2 separate regions of the Zea mays genome follow, and region 2 is linked to region 1. A link is a contact called in public Hi-C data. All regions are on one chromosome and are shown on one strand. Each heading gives the region's core, a stretch centred on a gene start, on an enhancer-like site or on the middle of the called end of the contact. The rest is flanking DNA. Distances are from core to core; before and after follow the strand shown. Region 1 has its middle 90 kb from the start of LOC100382157. Region 2 holds the start of LOC100192965 (Queuine tRNA-ribosyltransferase subunit qtrtd1).

The links. A called contact is a pair of places that touch in the nucleus more often than the background predicts.
Region 2: a contact with region 1 is called in a Hi-C map of leaf, with 5 times the contacts expected there. The contact joins the promoter of LOC100192965 here to the enhancer-like site in region 1. A contact is called at or near these places in 8 of 25 Hi-C or Micro-C datasets (bundle sheath, ear, leaf and 2 more).

What each region holds. Positions count from the first base shown.
Region 1 is chr1:119,943,411-119,948,544 of Zm-B73-REFERENCE-NAM-5.0, forward strand. No RefSeq gene overlaps it. Among protein-coding and RNA genes, the nearest start is that of LOC100382157, 90 kb to the left of the region's middle. Within about 2 kb of position 2,376, at least 5 of the 20 cell types and tissues checked have an H3K27ac peak or open chromatin away from gene starts, as enhancers often do. A contact at or near this core is called in leaf, where this site is marked.
Region 2 is chr1:120,678,114-120,683,247 of Zm-B73-REFERENCE-NAM-5.0, forward strand. It overlaps LOC100192965 (Queuine tRNA-ribosyltransferase subunit qtrtd1), which reads left to right and starts at 3,081. Exons shown (of 10, transcript NM_001358514.1): 1 at 3,081-3,554; 2 at 3,734-3,908; 3 at 3,998-4,156; 4 at 4,421-4,517; 5 at 4,710-4,780. The coding sequence starts at 3,349.

The DNA.
Region 1 (5,134 bases), core at 1,126-3,625:
CATCTCGTGTGCTATGGACTTCCAATGATGATTTATCAACGAATTTCTTTCGATGTGTTTTACCCAAGAGGTTGCAACTAATTATGTTTGGGTAAAGTCGCATATCTACCGCTCGCCCAACAGACTCAGATAGTACAGTGTCATCAGAAAAAAAGCAAACTGCACCCATGGAACCTTATGTGTTCTTCTGGCAGACATCGTCTCTACTGATAGACATCTCTAAATTAGCTTACGGCGATATATGTTATGTTCACTAGAGAAACAACCTCCTGAGACACTCGCCTTTGCTTGGAACTGCCTTATGCTATCGCTGATATAGATAGGAGTTACATGTCTCTCTACTCTTAAAAGGCCTTTCGCTCCGAATCTCGGGACGAGATTCTTTTAAGGGGAGGGTTTAACACCCCTGGTGTTTATCTCTCGTTCGACAGCGACTATGAAATTAAGCACGAGTTATTGGTGATAATAACAATCTCTTTGTCTTAATTTTCTATCCAGAATTTATATTATTCACATCTTTATCTATCCAGACTCTTTTCAAAATTTTCGCGAATTTCGGAATGTATTGTTTCAAGGGTTCGCAGGTTTTGTCGTTATTTAAAAATTAAGCAGATCGAGGTAATTAGAACCGAACCGAGTAAAATGCTTAATTCAGTTTTGAATCAGATTTGAAGTTTGCTGAAAATAATATCAACTAGCTGTTTTTGGGTTCTCATAACTTTTGATCTATAAACAGTTTGAAGGTGGACATTATAACAAGGTTGTAGAGCTATACTAGGGATACAAATTTGCTTAGGCAACCGGCCCCTAAAGCTATATGGAACTGGGAGAAACAACGGCCCAAAGATGCAATGTGCAGGTTTCGATTTCAGACTTAGTCTATGGCTGATTGAGACCTGAATTTCAGTGAAAAGTGTCAAGTTTGGAGCTCCTTGGTGATCAATCCATGATCTTTTAGGCTGTAGTTTCTGTAGCAAACCTAGAGACCAATGTTGGGGGAGTAATCTATAGTGAGGGACTTGCCCTTTAAAACGCTTAGGAATGAGAGAAAACACTGCACAAAGTTGTGCTGTCAAATAAAAGGAGTATTGACTATTATTCAGTGCCTAAGTCGGAAATCAATGTGTTTGGTTAAACTTTGGGGCTTTGTGGTGCTTGATCTATACGCTTTCGGACTGAATTTATTGTAGAAAGTTTGAAGACCATATGTTAGTGAACTATTTACTTCAAGTGAGTTGGGCTTGATCCCACACAAAAAGTGAAGTAAGCGTTGTCCAATATTGGACTGTCAGTTTGCAGAAACTGAATTTTATTCAGTCCAATGAAAACTGAAATTGCAGTGTTTGGTGCTCTGTTGGAGCACTTTTGTGACCTTTCCATCAGGTTGTAGACTATGGATTATATTGAAAAGTTGGAGACCAAGTATTAGTGACAAACTTTACTTAGGGGTGCTTAGCTTGGTGCTGCACAAAGTAGGGAGTAAATCTGTTCCAAAGTGCTTCCTGTCAGCTTCTTGTTTTCAGTTAACTGAAAACGACATTTAGTGGATTGGGTTCACTTTGAGCATGTGTAACTTTTATTCTGTGTAAATGCGGCTTTGGATTGTTGTGGTGACCTGGCAGTTCCATGGTTGGGGAGAAGATTTCATGTTTAGAAAACTTTCAGTTCCTAGAAAAGATCTAAGATAACTCGAGAAAATTCAGAGTTGGAAGAAAAGGAGAATGCTGCAATTTCAGTTTCTGTTCGATCCATTGAATGTTCAGAAATAGTTTGCTCTTCTCAGCATCGGGCTCCTGTAACTTCCAAATCTATGAACTTGTGGTCGATCTTCAGCACAACAAACTAGGAGAGCTATTGTTGGGGAGAAAATTTTATTAAACAATACACCTCTGAATTCGTTTGGAACTAGGAGAAATTTGTGCTTCAGTTTGTGCTGTCGGGTTTTGGATCTGAAACTGAACTATGTTCAGTTTAGGGGAGGGGCTCGGTTCTATACAATGGGCAGATTCAGAAAACTGAAGTCGAGTTTCATTGATTTCTAGCGAACTTTGGCGCTCTCCGTGTTGGATCCGTGAAGAATTCCATCATGGTTCTTATGCCAAAGTGAAAGAGCATCGATCAGTGTACAACTTTGATTAAGGCCGATTTACATGTTGCTTAGCGATTGTCAGAGAAAAATTCGTTTGAAATTGGGCTGTTAGGCCGGCTGGGAACTTAGGTTCAGTCGTCTGCTGTTGGGTGTTTTTTTCTCTAGTGGAGGATGTGTGATTCGGTTCTGGGAGCAGAGAAAAATCTTCATTTGTCTGTTTGCTCTCTGTTAAATCACCGTTGATCTTTCATCGACTGCCTCACTATGGCTTGGATCGTGCGTGGGTCTTGGTGTGGAGGCCGCGTGTCTGGGGACCAAGCAGCTGCTGGCACCAGCGAGTCTTTCCGTTGCGATAAACACAGACGCAACAAAACGTTCTTTCTCCCTCCTCCTGTTATCTTGTTCCTTCTCCCAGTGAAAAATCTTTATGTCCTCAAGCTCAAGCATACCGCCACCACCAGTCTCAGCCCAACGCTCTACCTCAACAACTCACCTCGTTGTTTACATTTTTGTTCTTTGGTCGTCGTCCATAGAAAAGAATCCCCATCGTCAGGTCGTTTATCTACTCCAAGCTGGCGTCTGTGATAGGGTGAGGCAGCCAGGCAGGTATGGTCTTTGGGCTCATGTTGTGCTGAATGGGGCAGGGTAGTTGTGGGGGGGGAAGCGCTCGTCTTATGCTTGTTGAGATTCGGCTGGGTGCAAGCAGCCAGGGCCTTGCAGCCAGAAATTGTTCGTCCTGTATGTTTGTGTGGAGAAGAAGTGGTGTGAGTAGAAAAGGAACAGCGAGGGGGTTGATGCTAATTTGTGTAGATGTTCGTTTTCTTTTTCAGATTTCTTCTAAGACCTGAAAAGTGCTAAGATATGAAATCAGTTTGTTGGGTTCACAAACATGAGTTCTCTATGTTAAAATATTTGTTCTAGGTTAACTGATACTTCTCTGTATAAGTTGTGTTAATGTTAAACATAATAATACTTCTTTAATCTATTACAATAAATCTAAAGCACCAACAATCATAAAATGTTATGAGCACCTAGCTTATGATGAATGGTTGAGTTGCTTCTATTCGTATCCTAAATTTAGGTGTCCGAAAGGGCTAAGCCTATGTTTCATTAAGTCTGTGGATGATTACCTAGCTTAGGCGTTTATAGGTCGTGTCTAGGGTTATTATTTTCTTGAGATTTGAGCAAGCCCGGTTAAACCGAACGAACATGATTATTGTGCTAGCGAGTCATAGGTATATAGGATTTACGTACGAAGTTTGTGATGCTTTTTAATCCTCTTCGGTATAATGATAATTAGTCGTGTGCTATTCCTGTCTATATGCATTCATGTGCATTATGCATTTCATTTAGGCACGATAATTAATCACGTGATGCGGAAGACGACCCAAGTCGACCCCAGGATAATGCAGAGATTGGACATCTCCGCAAGACGATGTTGTCAGTCGGATAAATCTGAAGATGGATAATCTAAACAAGTGTGAGACCAAAAGCTGATTGCCAAGTGGACGCCACCTAACAAACACTAACGTAGTGTTTATTCCAGGCAAGCCTCGGTGCATGCAACCCCTTCCTTGTGTTTTTAAATAATTTTTACACACTTTAAGTCTAGCGAAATGTGCATTAGGTTTATAGGAGTTGCTTGGAAACCCTTTGATGCATTGTCTACCTTGATATCCATACCTTTATAGATACTTCTGATGAAGTATCAAAATATGATTTACAAAAATTCTTATCCCTGCTTAGATCTTATGGATAGAGGTTGTCCTTTGCGTTAATGCCTAGCTCAGGGGTTATCTTGAGGAAGGATGGCTTCTGCCTGCAAGAATATTTTCATTGGGAGCAATGGTGGGATCTTACTGCAAAGTTCCCTATAATGCTCTTTTCATCCTAAGGAATACAAACAATCCTAAGGATGGAAGTACTTAAATCGGGACTTGGGCTAGGAACATGTGATGTTCTACCGAGGTTGATTAAGGATTATACTTAATGTAGTCTTGATGATCGAGGATCTTTTAACCGGTCACATGCCTCGTCATGGGTAAGCTTTGCCTCGGGCAGACTAATACCAGAATAAGATAGCACACAATGGGAGTGGAGAGATGGCGAGAGTAGCGTGTACCCTCCGTGGCAAGAGGCTGGACGGTGGTGTATCTGTACTCTCGGTTGGCGTGAACCTGATCTGGTCTTAAGAACCCCGATTGCAAGTTGACATATGCAAGGGTTAAGTGCTACATATGTCGTGTGATTGGAGATCCCTAGCTAGGTATTAATCGATTCGGATCGCCGTTACTTCTCGGACATGAAGACTTGGTCATTGACCTGCAATCTAAGTCATGGATGGAATCTTAATGAGAAAAAATCATGTTGGATTGATTAATGTGATGGTGAAATTAGACTAGATGCAAACAAGGTCTATTAATACTTAATCTAGCATTAAAATGTTGAAAGTAAGGACTCACTTTAGTAAGCTATTTCTGCAAAAGTCTCTAAGTTGATTCTTGCTAAAGCCTTTTCCTTGATTCCTATTTAACCAACATATCCTTGACAGTCTTTTCTTTAGTCGGGTAAGTCTTGCTTTGTACTTGCATACTTAGGGTTTTACCCATTGTTGGTGCAGGTTACGAGTCACTTGATTGTGATTGGTGTTAAGCGCCGGTGGGCACGGCCTTCTTATAAGTCTAAGTACTTCTTCTAGACTTCTTATTGAGGATGGTCACTTAAGCTAGCATATATTTCATACTTATAATAATTTTATAACATTTCAAAGTTTATTGCTTTGAATCACTTTGTAACCACACCGATAAATATAATGTAAATTTGTTGAAACTTGTAACTTTTTGTAATAAAGAAATTCCACTGCAAAATGTTGGTGTGTGATTTGTGTTTACTTAATCTTGCGATCTTGGTTTTAAGTGGTTTATCCAGGGTCCTTGGGACACTCAGACGGATCCTGTTAAGTTATTTGTTGCACATGCATAGCCATGTGAGGTCTTTGAGACAAGGGCAGGTGCATGTGGGCCCAATAACTTGGGAGGTTCTACC
Region 2 (5,134 bases), core at 1,831-4,330, 740 kb after region 1:
AATCTGCAAGCTGAATTGCCATAGGTTATTGGCCAACTCAACATCTGAACATATAGCTAGATTTTTTAGTTCAATCGAGTTGTGTAGTCTGGCATAGATTGTGGTTGAACTATTCCTTTTAGAATACTACAACACTGTATTAAGAAAATCCACACCCAAACTTTGATTAATATTATGTAAAATAGCAGTGTTAGACAATTATTGTGGATCTAACTAAGCCCTCTAGGTTCTATCCATTCTCAAATATATTTATGACTGAGTGATTGACATTTGGTGGGATAGACAAGTGAACCATTTATAGGTTAAAAAAGCATACAAATCTATTATCAGATAAACACGGATAAGGGAAAAGACCGATTGCGACAAAAAAGAGACAAGCATCAATATAATAGTTCATGACTTTATCCAATTAAGTATGGAAGTTTTGTGATCAGTAAGCCCCAGTAGAGCTTAGCAAAAACTTGATGGAAAAATTGATTGTAAACAAACAGGTTATATCACCATTCAAGAAAACTTACTTGATTTGTTAGAGTCGCAGCAGTATGAGCTCCAACTTCAACAGCTTGTGCTACAACCTATAGGAAAATGATTCACTTGAAGTCCATTATGGAAGAGCTAGAGAAGTTTATTATTCTTTTCTTCTCTTTTATGGAGGCTACCCGGGTATATGGATATGTGGAATCATTTGTGCTCTTTAAGCAATAGCGAAATTCTGCTTGATGGTTAAAAAAAGGAAAGAGAAAGGTGTATGCTAGTCACACACCATTTTTTAACGCTTAATTGCTTGGTCAGTTTGGTGATACAATGTATCTCATAGCTGTCATATGAATTTGATTTACCAATATGCTATTTACTCAACATTTATCTGGATGAAGCACTCTCTCTAAAAGTTTACATTCTCAATAGTGTGCAGCAAACATGTCTGTTCTTTTCATGAGTTATTAGCCATCCTCATGTTTTAGGGTTTAGGGTAATCACTCCATTTGGTTCTATTTTGCAGATGTTTCTAGATGTCTAGCATTACACATTTTAGTTTGATCTAGAATGTTATGTCTCATGTTGATAACGTGCACTGATCAACATCCATGTTTCTACAGAATATATAAGAGGATCCATCTATTACTCCATTAGTACATATATTACTCCATTAGTACACGCAATTACATGTTCTGAACCCTAATAGTTGTAATGTATGTTCATCATTTTATTGAACCGCAGTGGACAGGCCAGGCAGAACTGGTTGAAGAATGTGTAATGAACCTGCAACATTAAGGATCCCTGTTAAGGTCCTATTTGATTCAGTTGTTGCTTATTCCATGGATGAAATTGACATGGTATTTATTGGTGTATAAAATTCAATCAACAATATCATACCTTAAATAATTATTGGTGTGTGAATTGAGATATTCATTTGAGTACTAACCTGTCTTTTTTTGTCTCGTTAAGGTATGGCCAAGGTGCTAATACCCTATCTTCCGTACCATGTGCGTGCTTGTTCACTTCTGAAGTATCTTGGTCAGGAGGACATAGGAGCACTCTTTTTCCCTTCACCCTCAATTGTGCTCATCTCAACAGCGATAATTATTGTCCGAGCAACAACATATTTACTGCCACCAGTGTCTGCCATGCATGGTGTTCATACTGCAGTTGAGCAGGGTAGCATTATGTACGAATCTTCTTTTAGAATGCAGAAAACACTGCTTACCAAAGCATTTCTTCCCTCATCTTTATGTAATCCAACCAGCCTTTCGCACAGGCAGCAGATTTGGTCGCTGTTCGTCAGACGTCAAGGACCCCAGCGAGGAGTCACAACTGCTGGACGCCGACACCGACACAGAGGAGGATGCAGACGCGGACGATAGCGGCGTCGATAAGAACGTTGGGCATGGGTGCGAGAGCCTGATAACCTCCCATGCCGCCGTAGGTGGCTGTTTGTTCCCGTAGATGCCCTTGGCTCGCTCAAGCGTGGCCGGTGACCGGGCGCAGAGGGCGATGGGCGGTGCTCTCTGCCTCCGTCACCATTTCTCCATGCCCCAACGATATGGGAGTCGGAGCTAGGGTTTCATCTAGGAGGCCACGGCGGGGGCCGAGCTCACCGGGGAAGTCGTGCGGCGAGAATCGGATGCAAACAGAGACAGAGGGTGAGGGTTTAGGGTTTGATCAATGGATGTGGTCGGGGAAGGGATGGGGCGGGAGGGTGCCCACCTATGTAGACACGGCACGCCGGCGCTGGGGCCGAGCGATGGCGCGCCAATGCGTCGGGAGGCGGGCCCACGGGGTTGGAGCTAGGGCGGGACGAGAGGGGTTGGATGGCGCCCACCTCTGCAGGCACGGCGCGCCGGTGCATCGAGAGGCGGGCTCGGGGGAGCAGGCGTGAGGTGCACCGGGGGAGGCGGCATCAGGTTTGGCAATCTGACATGCCCTCCTCTTGGCCCCATCCTCCTCGCCCCTCACCGGCCCCGTGGGCTCATCGTCTCTCTCCCATAGGAGGATGACATCATCGAATCCAGCAGCTGCGAACTGGAGGTCGGGTCGCGCCCAGCCACAGTCGAGCAGATCGTCGTGGCGTTCGAGTGGGCGCTAGCCGTGGCAGCGGAAGTGGAGGCGGAGGGATCATCGTTGTTGGAGGCGAGGCCGAGGTGGTGGAGATGCAGTCAATGGACGTGGTCGGGGATGGGACGAGGGCCAAAGCTGCGGCGAGACGTGAGGGTCGGAGACTCGGAGGGCGTCGTGAGGCGGGTTCGGGGGAGCAGGCACAAGTGCGCGCGGGAGATGCGGTGAGAGAGAGAGGAGGCGAGCGGTCGAGTGGGCGGTTCCGTGGAGGACGCGCTGCACAGCTTGAGCCCGTGGCAGTCGGACGGTATAGATTGATCCGAGACAGTCCGTGCGAGTCGGACGGTTGAGATCGCATAACAGCAGAACGGCAGACTACCCTTGGAGTTTTAATAAGTAGTAGAGATTTTATAATCTGAAAAGAAAAAAAATTGTTTATTCTCATTTTATGGGCCTGGCCCAACCCACGTACGGATTGGAACGCGCAATTAGACTGTGGTCAATCTTCCCCGCTAGTCCTTGTTCACCTTCTCCGGCGGCAGCCTCCAAACCACCCTCGCGCTCTACCACTCCGGTCGTGTAGCTCCCCAGCAGGCAACCACCATCGCGCACCCACCGGCCACCGCGTCTACATTTGCCAATCTCTGCTTGAAGCGTTCTGCCCACTCTTTCAACCGAGAAGTTCACTATTATCCTGCGCATGTTCCCTTTCCCCCTTTCGTCGTGGCACGCACGTTAGGAGTTCGACCGATTGCCGGAACGTCTTCCGCCGTCTTCTGCGCCATCGAAAGAGCGATGAGGTTTGTGGTGACGAAAGTTTGCAGCGGCGGAGGGAAGGCGCGGGCGGGTGCGCTCCATATAGCCGGCGCCGGCATTGGCATTGAGACGCCGGCGCTGCTGCTGTCCACTCGTAAGGGGCTGCCGGCATTCTTGTCCTGTGACCTCCTTGCCTCCTTGCCACTCCCGGACTCCCTCCTTCTCCATGTCTGTCCTACCCATTTGTAAGTCTCCTCCACCTGATCCAGTTTCCCTCCACTCTGACCGTATATGCTTTTGTTTAAAAACAAAACCCTCAAATAACTAGAACTAGCCCCTCTTGGTTGGAACCGTACGGTCATGTTCTTGTGAGTTGTAGCCATTTAACTGAAAGAGTTTGATCACCTTTCCTTTATTTTCTCAGTATAGAAGGCCCTCCAGTGAAGACAATATCAGCTATTAGGGGTTTGCACGGTATGCTGGGTTTACCTGATCACATTCTTGTAGCGGCGGCAAGCGATTCTATTGAGAGTCTGCCATCATGTGAAGCCACCAACAAATTTGGTGCCTCCTTTGAAACTCCTTCGGGTCGTAGACTGGTCGGTAACTTAGTCCTTTCATTTTTCAGCTTTCAAGGGTGCATGTTTGTTTACATATATAGATTTGATTTTTTTTTTAATTCTTTCAGGTAAAACCATCAGACTATATGGAGTTGATTTCCTGTATGAAGCCTAATATATGGGCCAGTTTGGCGGATGAGGTACCAGCTTGGGTGACTGAGAAACGAAACAAAGTCTCTGTTGACAGGACATTGCGGTGGCTTGATGCATGTATTGCTTTGGATGTGGTAGGATAAGCTGTTTTCATCAAACTGTGTTTGATGACTTTAATGTATACATCTTTCTCTACTTTTCAAAGAGTTGTCACTATTGGAATGTCTGAAATAGAGCGAAAATGAATGGCTAAGTGACACTTCTAATTTGTTATCAAATTTGCTACAAGTTTGGAGGCCTCTGGTGCAAGCTTCTTAAAATCTGCCAACTTTTTTTACAGATGGAATCAACCTCAGGCTTGCCTTCTCTTATTGTTTTTTTTACAACTCTTACTTCAGGCTTCTGGGACTAATAGTTTTGGTGTAATTGTGGGAGGATCTAGCTTAGAACAGCGAAAGCTATGTGCCACTGAAGTGTCGAAGCGGAATGTTTCAGGTTATTTTATATTTCTTTTGATATTAGTAATTTTCAGTAGTTTTATTTTGTAAGTACCCATCTCGAGGGAAGAGGGATGTACCTATGATTTTTTCTTAAGCTTGCACTAGCTCTTTAGGAATTCACTTGATGGTGATGTTTTTAATTAATTTGGGAAAAATACTGATCCTTTTGTTGCCAAATTTGGTGCAGGCTTTTGGATTGCAGGATTTGGCTTTGGAGAGAGTATTGAAGAACGTTGCACTTTGCTCAATGCCACAACAGTGAGATAAAAATGCTTTTTATTTCAAATATGAAAGTGCATTGATGATGATTTGCTGGGCTATGCTTAAAATTCTATTGCCACACTATGTTAGGGCGGCATTTACATTAAAATAATGTGCCGAATGTGAACCTGTCAAAATGAGAGAATTTTATGAAGTACCACTCCTGCAGATCAACAATTCATTATTGTGATCCTGCTGACGTATCTGTGACACACCACCCCACATGTTAGTGAGATGGTGGCATGCCAGTTTTAAGAACGGCAAATTTTCAAATGTGTTCGAGTTGTAATAGAAGATTTCAACTGTCATATTAAAGTACCGTATTCAGATTGTCTTATGATTTTTGATTTT